2 separate regions of the Mus musculus genome follow, and region 2 is linked to region 1. A link is a contact called in public HiCAR-type data. All regions are on one chromosome and are shown on one strand. The core of a region is the stretch at or near the end of the contact, and the rest is flanking DNA. Distances in the headings are between cores, read along the strand shown. Region 1 overlaps Atg10 (autophagy related 10). Region 2 overlaps Acot12 (acyl-CoA thioesterase 12).

The links. HiCAR-type assays count read pairs that join an accessible place to other places.
Region 2: a contact with region 1 is called in a HiCAR-type map of kidney, with 3 times the contacts expected there. The contact joins two enhancer-like sites. A contact is called at or near these places in 1 of 484 Hi-C or Micro-C datasets (bone marrow-derived macrophages) and 1 of 115 datasets of contacts at active chromatin or transcription factors (kidney).

Annotation. Positions count from the first base shown.
Region 1 is chr13:90,958,893-90,965,136 of GRCm38.p6, reverse strand. The region is part of intron 5 of Atg10 (autophagy related 10); the gene reads left to right. Among named protein-coding and RNA genes, the nearest start is that of Gm46434, 30 kb to the right of the region's middle. Within about 2 kb of position 2,111, at least 12 of the 459 cell types and tissues checked have an H3K27ac peak or open chromatin away from gene starts, as enhancers often do. A contact at or near this core is called in kidney, where this site is marked.
Region 2 is chr13:91,758,233-91,765,264 of GRCm38.p6, reverse strand. It overlaps Acot12 (acyl-CoA thioesterase 12), which reads right to left. Exons shown (of 15, transcript NM_028790.3): 4 at 5,202-5,303; 5 at 2,209-2,344. Among named protein-coding and RNA genes, the nearest start is that of 4833422C13Rik, 20 kb to the right of the region's middle. Within about 2 kb of position 3,049, at least 5 of the 459 cell types and tissues checked have an H3K27ac peak or open chromatin away from gene starts, as enhancers often do. A contact at or near this core is called in kidney, where this site is marked.

The DNA.
Region 1 (6,244 bases), core at 862-3,361:
GCAAGCTCCTTTAGCCTCTGAACCATCCCACCAGCCACTTCTTTAATATTTCTCTTCAGACCCTTTGCAGGGTAAATAGATTTTTTTTCCTGAGGGGTATGTTAACACTCTTGCCATATTAATACCAATCAATGCAGGAACTCAGGCAAATATGAGCTTTAGTTAATTTGATTTTCTATGTCCTATTTCCATGGCCCTTTGAGATTCAAACAGCAGCTTGTAGAAGACTCGTGCCAGAAAATGCAAGCCCATTCTTAGAACATAGAGCCTTGAAACATACTGCTTTTGAAAAGTCTGACTCTTGCCCTGTCCAGTCAGGAAGAGCACTGTACTTTATAAATTTACAAGCATTTTAGACAGTCAGACCCACCCCAAGCACAACCCTCCTCCCTCTGTTATTTTGCAACAAGTCAATTATTTCTCGGTTTGCATCCCGTGGCCAGGTCAAAAGTGGCGTAAAGCCAAAGCTGGTTGCCTAGGGCTTTATGAAAGATTCTATGCACTGTTGATATGAAATATTTCAAAGTTGCAATATTAAGACAGTGTTACTTTAAAATAAGCAGGGATTGGAATGCAATTTGTACCAGGGCAACAAAAGTTAACTGAATCTTCTTATAAAGGGATAGGCAATACACATATTCCTACTGTCTTAACACAGTCATAAATGTTATTCTAAGGAGATAAGCCATAAGGAATATATATATGCACAACATATAATAATATAAAACTGGAAAATCATCCAAATGTTTCATTGTGGTATACACTGTGATTTAGTAACAAGATGGCATATTATGTAGGGGAAGTTGCAATGACCATTCACAATAAAGAATAATATATGTGAAATAATATTAAGAAGTAGGATGTTTTGGTCAGAAACATATTCATTGGCTGTGTACATAACTATTACGGACCAGTAAGTAGATCGGTAAAGACTCCTGGGTCTGAGGCTGCATGGAACTTGACTGTTCAGTTTGGAAGGAGAAAAGAATGGTCGGCTTAGCCTCTACATCAGGCTCCATCTCATGATTGAATACACAGAGCCCATGTCTTTCCTGTACCAGTCTTCTTTCAGGACCCTAAACTCTTCTGCGTTTCTAGGCTTTCTTGTGTAGAGACGCCAATGAAACCAAAATTAATGAAAATCAGTTCTTAAAATTCAACAGAGATTACTCTGATGAAATAAAGTGATTGTGAAGTGAGCTGAGGTTCTACTTGTATCTTTACAGCATTCTTGTTATTACCATTACTATTTTAATATTTTTATTTGACACAGGGTTTTACTTTGTAGCATAGGCCAGCCTTGAGCTTGCAATCTACCTGCCTCATGATGGAGGCCTGTGGTCCCTCTCCAGAGTAAGAGGTCTTCTTCAAGTTTGAGGCTAGCCTAGGCTGCATAGTGGGGACCCTGTCTCAGGAGTAGAGAGGAAGGAAGAGGGGAAGGAGAAGAAACTGTGACCTTTGACTTACGCGTCAGTGCAATCCTTTACTTACTTGCTTCCAAAATACTCACAGTTGTCTCAAAAGCCCTAAACTTAAAACTCCCCGTGATCCTATTTCTGTAGCCTGGACTCTGACCCTGTCACGCTTCAGCTGTGGGTGGCATTGCTTCTGCTACCTTGTTTCTGATTGTTAGTAGTCAGGAAACTGGGAACATACTAACCTCCCTGAGCTCAGATATTTACCTAACAGCTTTCATTATTAGAAGGGGTTGCATAGTCGCTGCAATGAATTTATCACATCCCAGGGAATTTTCTTCTTGGAGTGTCTTTGAGAGAGCTTCTAAAGAGAAAAACTAATTTTAGCTCAACAAAATCCCCAGGAACGTGCTCCAAGGAAGGGGGGTGGGGGCGGGGGAGCATCTTATTATCAGAATGGGGTGAGAAGCAGGAGGAGCCACATAATTGCCAGGAGCCTGAGCTCTAAGTGGTTCTCTCATTAGACATTTACACTGATTATATGTATCCAAAGAGAACATCATGGCTTTGGAAAAACTGATCTTGAAGATTTTTACCAGGAGTTGCTATCCACAATTCCTTCCATTGTACTTAAGCAGAGGAGGGCAGCTTCCGTCCCCAGGGCCTGAAGTCCGTGGACTCTGCCTTCCTTTGCACTTTGTTCTGTGTCTTCTCTCTGGAAATATCCCAGGCACACAGCCTGTTTCTGCTCCCCAAGCTCACCCCACCTGCTCTTTTCTCATTCCTGAAAATGTTTTCTTCAGCTTTAAAACACGGCTTTTAAAGCAGACTTTTAGAACTACACAGCCTATCTGGTGCTAATGCCTTTACAGAAGCCTCTTTAGGAGGCGCACCGTTGCTTTGGTAACACTTCCCATGTTTGTTTTTATGCGCTCACTTTCAGATTATTTGATTACTTCAGATAAAGAAAAATCATGAGTTACGAAGCAAATTGTTGGTGCATGCCTTAGTTCCAGTGCTTGGAAGAAGAAGGCTGAATATCAGAAATTCAAAGTCAACTCCAACTAAAAAGAGTTTGAGGACAACCTGGGCTACATAAAACCACTAATGCAAACCAATTCTAGGCAGTATTTTTCTTGTGAAATTATGTACCTGACTGAGTTTTGTTCTGATATGAGCATAAATTCAAAGGACCTGTCCCCTTCAACACATTCTTGCTGTAGCTGAGCAGCCGGCCACACTCAATTTAAAATGACGATGTTTTCAGCTTTCACGTATTCTGAGAATGGCTTTCTTTTTAAATATACATTTGCACACCCATTAACCTCTTTTTATACTTAGTCACCATGGGAAGGAGTTTCAGCACAGGCTCACATGTTGGAAGCCCTCATGCTGGAGCTGCCCTTTGTGGACAGTTGGAACGGCATCACTCTTGCTTTATGTCTAATTCCAGGTGTATCTGCAGGGTTTTCAGTTCCATAGAACAGCTCCGGAAAGGCCCAGCATCCTCTGCCCCCCAGCTCATGTTCTTGCTTTTGAAAGGGGAGGGGTAAATCCTTCCTCCCTCCTCATAAGTTAGTGCCTCCAGATGAACAAGAAGATAGGCTAACGGGGTAATTATAAATCAGTCTCTACATGCAGAGTGAGGCCTTCATAGAAAGACCTAGCTATCTCTGGGAGCTTATGGGTGCCATTTGAACGAGAATGATTAAACATGTTCAAGTGACAAGAATAAACAAACAACCAAATAAAACAAACCCTGGCTTTCCAAGACAGTAAATTTGTAAGTAAATACAAGGAGAAACTAACCAAAGAGCATCCTTTAGTCAGGGACGTTTCTCCAAACCAGTTCAGTGCTGACTTCCTGTCTCTTATTATTATGGCTGTGAGAGATGCCTCAGTGCTTACGAGCACTGGCTGCTCCTCCAGAGGACCTGGGTTCAATTCCCAGCACCCACATGTCAGCTCATAACTGCCTGTAACTCCAGTTCATGAGAATCTGACACCCCCACACAGACATAAATGCAGACAGACCACCAATGCACATAAAATAAAATTAAATAAATTGTTTTAACAAAAAGGAAAGAGGAAATGCCTCGTAGAGAGATCTTAGGTCCTCTCTTAAACAGTGGGAAGCAATTCTTTACTTGCCTTAGTGCAGAAGGAACCTTATGCTAGGTGACGTATTTGGGGACAGCATATTCAGATCCTCCCCACTTGCTCTCCCTTTAACAGCCTTCACCAGACAGAAATCAGGGCCTGCTTGGAGAGGTGAGCTCTGAATGCTGGGTCTCCAGTGTAGATGCCAGACTCGCTGCAGAAACCGCCTCTACCTTGGAGCAGATAACCTTTGTACCCCACCCCGCAAGTGTGATTGAATAGATCCAGACCACAAGAAAGGAAGGCGACAAGAGGTGGGCGTTAACTCTGCATTAAGGGGTAAGCAAACTTTGAAGAAAAAGGAAGGAAAATCAGGGACTTTGAAGTCAACCCCTAAACCTAGATAGCCTTGGGGAAAATGATTGACGTCCATCTCTATGTCTTTTCCCTTACCATCCCCCCCCCCCCCGAGACTGGATTTTTGTATATAGTCCAGGCTGTCCTGGAACTCAGTAGACTAGGCTGGTCTCAAACTCACAGAGATCCACCTGCATCTGCCTCCTGATGTTGGGATTAAAGGCATGCACTACCACAGTCCAGCCTTTTTTCTTACTTTCAATAATAATTATATGCTAACTGTTTAGAATTATTAAAAGTAAGTGAGTCTCCTCATCAGTATTCAGTACTTGCAGTTGCTTGTATTATTTCCATTCAAAAGACTCCTATGGCCCCAGTCTCCCTGACGGCGACCTCCCCTGGTAAAGCTGCACGGCACTTGCTCTGTGTCCTCTAGAGAAAGATGAGAGACTGCGGACCGCCCCGCTTAATCCCATCCCTCAGTCCTCTCCACTCTCCTACCATATGCACACAACCCACGCTCTGCAGGAACATATCTGTGCGAGAGCTACAGTCAGGATAGCCTTTCTTTCCTTCTATTTTATATAGTATTATATTTTTTATTTGTTATTTATTTTTGAGATTATAATTACAGCATGTAATTACATTTGAGATTATAATTACATCATTCTTCCTTCCCTTTCTTCCCTACAAACTGCCCCGTATCCCCCTTGTCTCTCTCTTCCAAATTCATGCCCTTCATTAATTGTTCCAGGCATCCTATGCATTGCTCCTCACGCCCCATCAGGACAGACCTCTTATTTTACCGGGGGATCAGATAGCCTGTGCCCTGCTTCTGAACTCAGAGTGTCATTGCTGAAATCTCCCTACCTTCTCTCTGTTACACTGGGGAAAACCAACCTTTGCCCCTTACCAGGCCTCAACCTACTGCGGCACCAGCATCAACCTGGACTTGATCTCAGGCTTGGAGTGGGTTCCAGGAATCAGCAAGATCAACACGTAACAGTTGAGCCTGGTATGGTAGCACCTGCATGATCCCAGCCTGTGACTGAGACTGGAGCTTGAGTCCAGCCTAGCTGCATAGTGGGTCACAGGCCAGCCTGGGCTCCAAACAGACCAGACCCATGGTAACTGATGGTCCTGAGACTCACTGTGAGAACTTGCTCTACTCTTCTGACTTCTGAGGCTGCGCACACTCTGCTCACTACTGAGGCTGTGCTCCCTCTCTGCTCACTACTGAGGCTGTGCTCCCTCTCTGCTCACTACTGAGGCTGTGCTCCCTCTCTGCTCACTACTGAGGCTGTGCTCCCTCTCTGCTCACTACTGAGGCTGTGCTCGCACTCTGCTCACTACTGAGGCTGTGCTCCCTCTCTGCTCACGTCTCCTGTGACTTACCTCCCATTTTTTCCCTGTTTAGCATTTGCCATTGACTATTCTCCCTGGGAATGTTTTCTTACATCTTTGGGTCAGTTTCCTTATAAACTTGCTACCTCCAACCACCCCACTGCCAGCAAGACTTGTTTATTCCTTTAATATGGAAAACAATAGTTGGGTTTTCCATTTTCCTCTGCCCCCATGCTCTAGCTGAGTAAACTCTTCTGCCTTGCCCTCCCCACGTTCGGGTGTTGAGAGACACCTGGAAATCCACACGATCATCTTCTGATAGCGCCTCCCCCAAGATATCTTTAAAAATAGGTGTTTCCACCAGAACAGAGGATGTTAATGCAAACGCTGGTTGGAGCATAGTAAGGCTTCCAGACAGAGATGTGGGGCCCAGACAGAGACATGGGGTCTTTCGTCTTAGTTTAAGTGTTTTAGCTTTCTTTTTGTGACACTATATAAAAATCTCATCAATATACAAAAAATCTTTCCGCACCTCAGACTTTCTCATTTTCTCTGGATGAGAGCTTTGATTAGCTTTTTACAAGTTCTTCATTAGTAATTGGCTCGCTTTCTTGTTTTTGTCTTTAGCTGCTGTTTCTAATAAGTTTATGTTCTAGCAAAGAATTCTTTGAAGATCATGTGGAAGCTGCTGTGCTGTGTTAGGTTATGGAATATTGCAACTTAATATGCTGTATAAAACGCAACAAGTGCAGTTAGGGTTAAATGCCCATTTCTCCTCAGTGCTGCCAGCTGGGGTGCTCCCTCAGTCTTAGCAACTGCCTGACCTACTTGTGCAGCGTGACTGTTTAATTAATAGACATTTACATAAGCTCCTTGTCCCCCAGCAAGCTTTGTAAGTCCTGGTGGTTATCTTCTTTCCACCCTGTGAAGTATCAGCTGTGCTGTTTCCATTTTGCATATCAAAACCCAGAGAGATTAAAATTATATACAATAAATTGATAGCTAAATAAGTTTGAGAACTCAGAGAG
Region 2 (7,032 bases), core at 1,800-4,299, 800 kb before region 1:
TAGAAGGCGTTTTCTAATTTCAAACAGTCTCTTTGAGATCGAAGGCTGGAAGTAGACAGATCACATGCCCTATCACACCCTGAAATGTCTTTCTTTAAGAAAAATTGCTTTTAAGGGCTGTATCATTGGTGACACAGGAGTTAGTAATATTTCCAAAGTAAAGCTCAAGTTGATATGACAGAGTTAGGTTAAAAGTTACTTCATTGAGAAGAATATAGGATAGTCTATGTTCTGATAAGTTAAGTTAAATCAGTAAGAAACACTCGAAAAACAGTCTCTAGTTCTAAACTGAAGCAAGCACTAAATGGCCATGAGACTTCTACCTAACTCCACTTCCTTCTTGTAGCTACTCCCTCGGTCCCCAACTGGGTCACAGAATCTGGACTCTGTGCTCCTTCAGTCACTGTCTACATTATTTTAAAATGACTCATGTGTCTGCAACTAGGGTATGAATTTTTTAAGTGCAAAGTTCTTGCATTGTTTTTGCTTTCTTATGGGCAAGCATGTAGGCAGTGATACATCTGTCCTAGATGGAAATAAACAGTTGAGTGTTCTTTATTTCTTGATGCTGGGTGTGAAGAGGCCAGACATCCACAGGACAGCCCATGAGCTCATCCACAGTTGCAGTCACTCTCAGCTCCTCCAGCAAGCACTGGATCGCCTGGCCAATCCCCGGCTCAGCCCAGGGCTGCCTTTTCCCTCACGAGAACTCTTGCTCTAGAGTTCTCATAAGTCAAAAGGCTGGAAAATTACCCTTGAGACACATTACCCTTGAGACACTGATGTGATGACTGGAGAGGGTAAAGCAAATTCTTCCAAGATTTTGGATACACACAGACTTTAGAACTTTCCTCTAAAATTACCAGAGAATCTTGTGACTCTTCCATAACTTTATTCATACATTTCCCTTAAAAACTCATGTGGTTTAACTGCCCAGTAACAGAGGCTTTTTTTTTTTTTTTTTTTTCCCCGAGACAGGGTTTCTCTGTATAGCCCTGACTGTCCTGGAACTCACTTTGTAGACCAGGCTGGCCTCGAACTCAGAAATCCACCACCTCTCTCTGCCTTCCAAGTGTTGAGATTAAAGACATGCGCCACCACTGCCCAGCTAACAGAGGCATTTTAAAAAAAGCAATGACTATGTGACAAGGAAGGCCAGTAAAGGTGGGGTGACTGCACAGACTCATTGAGAGCCATGGAAAGTACCAGCATCTTCTGAGGCAGAAGAGAGGAACTTTGTCATCTCATTTGCCTTCCTGGAGTTGCTGTGGTAATAAGACAAGGTGCTCTTGGCTTGATGGCCTTTTTGGCTTTGTTTTTTATTAATGGTTGTCTGGTCTGCTTTAGAGATGTTCTCGGGCTGGTGAGATGGCTCAGTGGGTAAGAGCACCCGACTGCTCTTCCGAAGGTCCAGAGTTCAAATCCCAGCAACCACATGGTGGCTCACAGCCATCCACAACAAGATCTGACTCCCTCTTCTGGAGTGTCTGAAGACAGCTACAGTGTACTTACATAGAGATGTTCTCACAGTTCAGATATTTCAGTCCTTAGGAAAAATGTATTTGAAACACATCTTGGAACTGAAAACATCTTTGTAAAGAAAGAGACTCTTCTTAGCGCTGTAATTTAATGATAAAGTTTCTGCTTACAAAAGCACAACTGATAGTTGCTATCACTGTTTATGAAGTCAGCAAGTCATACCACCATTCAGGAATCGTGAAAAGCAACATCAACATGAACACTCTTATTTCCTTAAAGCCAACTTCTACTTCAGCAATGACCATATCAACCAACCCAGTCAGCCTGGAATCACAATGAAGTTTACTGTCCTGGAAAGCCATGCCCATTTACCCTGAGGGCCATGAAGACTGAACTGGATCCATCTTCTCACCTACCCAGTGGGTTCCTGCGTAGTTGTCCCATGACCTTGGTGATACCTCCAGGTCAGCATGAGGTGTCCAGACTTCTGACAATCTACCTTCTCTGTGTCCTCTTCCTTCTCCCCACTCTTTCCTGGCTTAGTGCCATCCTTTGCCTTCTCTTTCTGTCTTCTGTGCCCTCCTTCAGAGTCAGTAGACGTGGAATTTCTGTGAACCTCTCTAGTTCTCAGGAATGGCTCGCTTCATCTCCTGTCTTACACATGTGCTCTAGAAAAGCCCCCTTCCGGCACCACGGCCATAGAAAGGTCCAGTGTGTAGACCTACTCACCGCTGAACCTGCTGCTCTCCTTCATAATGTTGTTGAAGGTGTTCTCATGCTGCAGTCGGACTTTCCTTCTCTCTGAAGCCAGATTGTGCTCCACTTGTTCTTGCTCTGTTTGAAGCAGGACAGGTTTTAAGTGAACCTAGAGGAAGAAAGTTTATCTTCAGTTTCGTCATTCACTGCCTCCTTAAATTATGGGTGCCCAATGTGAATTTTGCAAAAGCAGATGCCACACCATATGGTTTTTTTTTACTCAAGTAAATGGACTGTTTATTGGTGATTTCATGAAACATTCTGGCGAAAATCTTTCTTCAAATGTTTCAATTAGAAGGCCAACATGGGCTTTGTTCTTTCTCATTTGAAAGCTGCACTTGTTTATTTTTCTCATTTTATAATTTTTTCAGTGGAATTACAGAGTACAAAATTCTATAAAATATGAGATCAATAAATGAGGTGTGAGATTATAACGCCACTGAATTTTTATTATAATTTTTCCTGTCTTTTGCAAAATTAAGACATCAGGGGGAGGTAATAAAGGCATTCTAGAGAAAACTATCTTGTACCAAGAGATAGTCCCAATATGGATATATCATCAAAACAGTCTCTAATAGGGAAACAAAGAATCAATATGTTATCTTAACACTTCAGCTGCCCTACAGAAACCCTGGATGCAACAGAGTCCAGGATCCAGCTCCACCAGAGATGCCCACATGCTGACTCTATGTGGAAAGATCTTGGCAGCTCCAAGATACCTTCAGTCTGAACTTCACCCTTCACCCAGATAAGGGTGAAAAATCTAGTGACTCTTAATGTGCTGTTTAAAGTTCAAGGTTCCCAGCGTTGCCTATCTCAGTTGTTGGCATGTGAAGGTTGACCATGACTCTGCCTGAGTTGCCTATCTCAGTTGTCAGGAATGTGTACAATGACAGTAGCTCTGCATTGTCACAGTTTGGTTGCATGGTCAGCAGAATATATTAGGCGGCCTGGGAAATTATACCTAGGCTCCCCTGAAATGAAGACCCTTGCATCCATCATGATGTGTCCTTGTCCGCAAAGTACATTGTGTGTGCCTGAAAAGGAACTTGAGAGCAAGTGCTGCCTGGCAGATGAAACCCTTTGAAGGTGGCTGGGCTATCCTTTTTCCACTGTCTCGTTTCCTTCCATTCAGTATTATGAGTCCTTCTTATTACTTGGCCTACTTAACTGCTGAACCAAATCTTGTTAATCATTGCCAGTTTTATCCTGGGATGAATTCATTTTGAACAGAGATCCTGCTATTTCTTGTAGTACAGACCAAACCACAGCCTTTCACATCTCTCTACACGCTACACTACCGAATGAGAAAGTACCAACTGGAAAATGAGTTGATCTGAGAAAGGTGCTTTAGAGTTTATGTTGACTGAAGTAGCCAGTTACAGTAGCACCATTGTCTCTGTAGAAAAGGGACTGAGATGTCCTAGCTTGAGCCTCTTCCGATTGTTCCTAAATCTAAAATGAGAGATTTGAGGCTGAAGGGGGGAAAGATGGCCTCTTCTTCCAGGTAAAGCAGTGAGTGACGTATCCATCTATTTGCTGTTGAGTATGGGAACCCTGTACCCAGTCCCATAACACCCTTATTCTGAAAAGTCTAAAGATTTTGAGATTTTCAAGAAGAAACTAAAGCAAGACCTCTTTTACTGCTTAGATTTTCATAAACTTAATAAGTCCAATTTATGGCCCAGAAAGGTGTACTTTTTAGATAATTTTTATTAGGTATTTTCTTCATTTACATTTCAAATGCTACCCCAAAAGTCCCCCATACCCTCCCCTACCCACTCACTCCCACTTCTTGGCCCTGGCGTTCCCCTGTACTGAGGCATATAAAGTTTGCAAGACCAAGGGGCCTCTCTTCCCAATGATGGCCGACTAGGCCATCTTCTGATACATATGCAGCTAGAGACACGAGCTCAAGGGGTACTGGTTAGTTCATATTGTTGTTCCACCTATAGGGTTGCAGAACCCTTTAGCTCCTAGATAATTTAAGTAAGAGATGTGCTTTTCAGTTTGGACAGCAGCATCCTTGGGCAATGGGAACTTGCCGGCAGCACATTTAATATGAGGTGTACAGTAGAGGACCCCAGGTGACTTCTGTGGGGTCACCTGCCAGCCAGGGATGGCGGTGCTCTAGCCCTGCTGTGCCATCAGCCCAGGTTTGGAGCAGCTGCAGAGCATGGTTAGTGACCAGCTTCTCTGGCTGCAGTGGAAGCCTGGCTTTGTCCCAGCTGCGTTGGCATAGGGGACACGAGGGAGATCTGAGCAGTAGACCTGGCCATTGGGAAAAGATTAGGAGAAATCACTTCACCTACTCTTTGACGATTCTTGAGTGAAATACACTCATAATAATTTGAATTATTACATTTTTCAAATGTGTTGATTCCCCCTAAATAGAAGCAATAAAAAGAAATGGTGGCATCCTAAATTGAGGTAGATCTGGACTCTGGCTGGCTGGAAGCTGGTCAGTGTAAGAAAATACAGTATTTCTTTGAAGAGTGTTTTCAGCCCCGTTGTCCTAAAGTTTATTTTTAAGCTCACTGACTCAGCATCTTTGACACTTTGCTGAAGATCTACAAAAAGTGACTGGACCATGACTTTCAACTCCTTGCTGGATATTTTCCTGCTTTAAAAAAAAAGAATAGTTCAACTTAATTTTAAACTCCATAACCCAAAAAAGAACTAAACTGGTAAGCGATATTTTTGAGAAGTCGACATGACTTCTGAATGATTTAAAACACTTTTTTCCTCTTTCCTAAATTTGGTCCTTTTATTTTTCTTTAAGGTATTGCTCTCACAAGATGTTCTTGTTCAGTTCTATTATGTCAACACAGAATAATACCAATAAATATCAATAAGTAAAACATCTTGAGCAAGTGAGTCTTGCAATAAGAAAAAAGTAACGCTAAAGCAGTTGTTCCTCTGTCCCTGGCTCACAAGAAAGTTATCTGTTCACACGGAAAATGTACCTTTTCTTTGCCAACTGGTTTAGCTACAAACGTAGAGAAAGCCACGCAGAGGAGCTTCTGGATGCCCGTGAACTTGTCCTGGACTATGACCTTGATACTGATCTGCAGAGAAGGAAAACAAACCGTCAGTCATCCTGACAATAGATTCAACTGCGTCACACACGTCTCCAAGCTTGTCTTTCAGTTTTTAAATGACATAAGCATTTTAATTTATCTCTGTGACACTACTATCTCAGTGACAATCTCTACACTAGGACAAATGAAACTCTTCTGATGTTAGGAATACACACAATTACCATGAAAAATATGTGGGATCTAGCTATTTAGAGTATGTTATATAAATCTATTACTCAGAGGAAATATTTATTAACTTCTAGGTTAATTTCCTTCCATATACACATAGGTTATACTACATATACACAACGTAATATTACACACAAACACACGTAATATTGCACGTTTTTAATATGTATATGCTCATCAATGTTTATATACATCATAAATTTATCATGTTGCATTTGGAGTTCTACATTCTAATTCTTTTTTTAAAGATTTATTTATTTTATGTATATGAGCACACTGTAGCTCTACGGATGGTTGTAAGCCTTCATGTGGTTGTTGGGATTGAATTTTGTAGGACCTTGCTCGTTCCAGTTCAAAGATTTATTTATTATTATAAATAAGTACACTGTAGCTGTCTTCTGACACACAAAAATAGGGTATCAGATCTCATTACGGGTGGTTGTGAGCCACCATGTGGTTGCTGGGATTTGAACTCAGGACCTCTGGAAGAGCAGTCTGTGCTTTTACCCTCTGAACCATCTCGCCAGCCCTACATTCTAATTCTTAATGAAGTTTGTCTTGCTGCAATAAGCATTTTAGAATCATATTACTGGTGAATCCTTTCTCAAGAACAAGATACCTGCCAGAGAGGAGCTGCCACAGTCTTTAAACCTTTAGTCATTAGGTTTTATACCCCATGATAATGGGCACAGAGTTGCCATGTTAGCTGCAGCTTGGTTTCCTTCGTTTGTCTTCTTCCGGGACACTCAGCAAGTAACTGAAACATTTTGTGAGGATGCTGCAGTGGCGTCTCTCCCTCTGTGTGAAGAGCCCTGAAGCTGACTCTGCAGTCTTGCACTCCACAGGAAAGACGTCTCAGATTTAGTATAATAAACACTCTCCTCATATCTCAGCCAGATAAGCAACACTATCTTCTGAGAATAATGGGCAAGCTGGGGTATCTCAGTTCAGCGCTGAGTAATGAATGATAAAGTACATGCAATTCTCCATCCGCACCAGGAACACCATGTACAAAAAGAACCAATAACCCATGACTCACCTTAAGTCACTTAATTTAAAACAGAAATTAGCATATGCATGGCAAATCTTACGTGAACTGGATAATAATGAACCAAATATAAACCAATCATTCCTCACTTCTATAAATAACCCACACCCACATAGATTTTTATGTTAGGGAAACAGACAGGAAGCATAAAATAAAAGATCAAACAAGCATAGCTACAACTCTGGAGTGGTAAAGTTCAGACACTATCAGCTACCAGGACAGTGGCCTGAGATATGTGTAATGGACAAGTGCCCAGAGACAGGGCATAGGGAATACACTGTCTTAGGGAAGAGCAGGTAAGACTGGAGTTATACTCCATGAAAAGAAGACAAAAACAAGATAAGAAGAAACAGAACATAATATTGCCTTTTCATGCTGAAGGTAATCCCCAGATGTCTGTACCAGAAGGGACACCCAGTTCTGCCGAGTTGAAGAAGCAGAAATCAAACAGATCAAGGGATCTGAAATTTTATAGGGTAC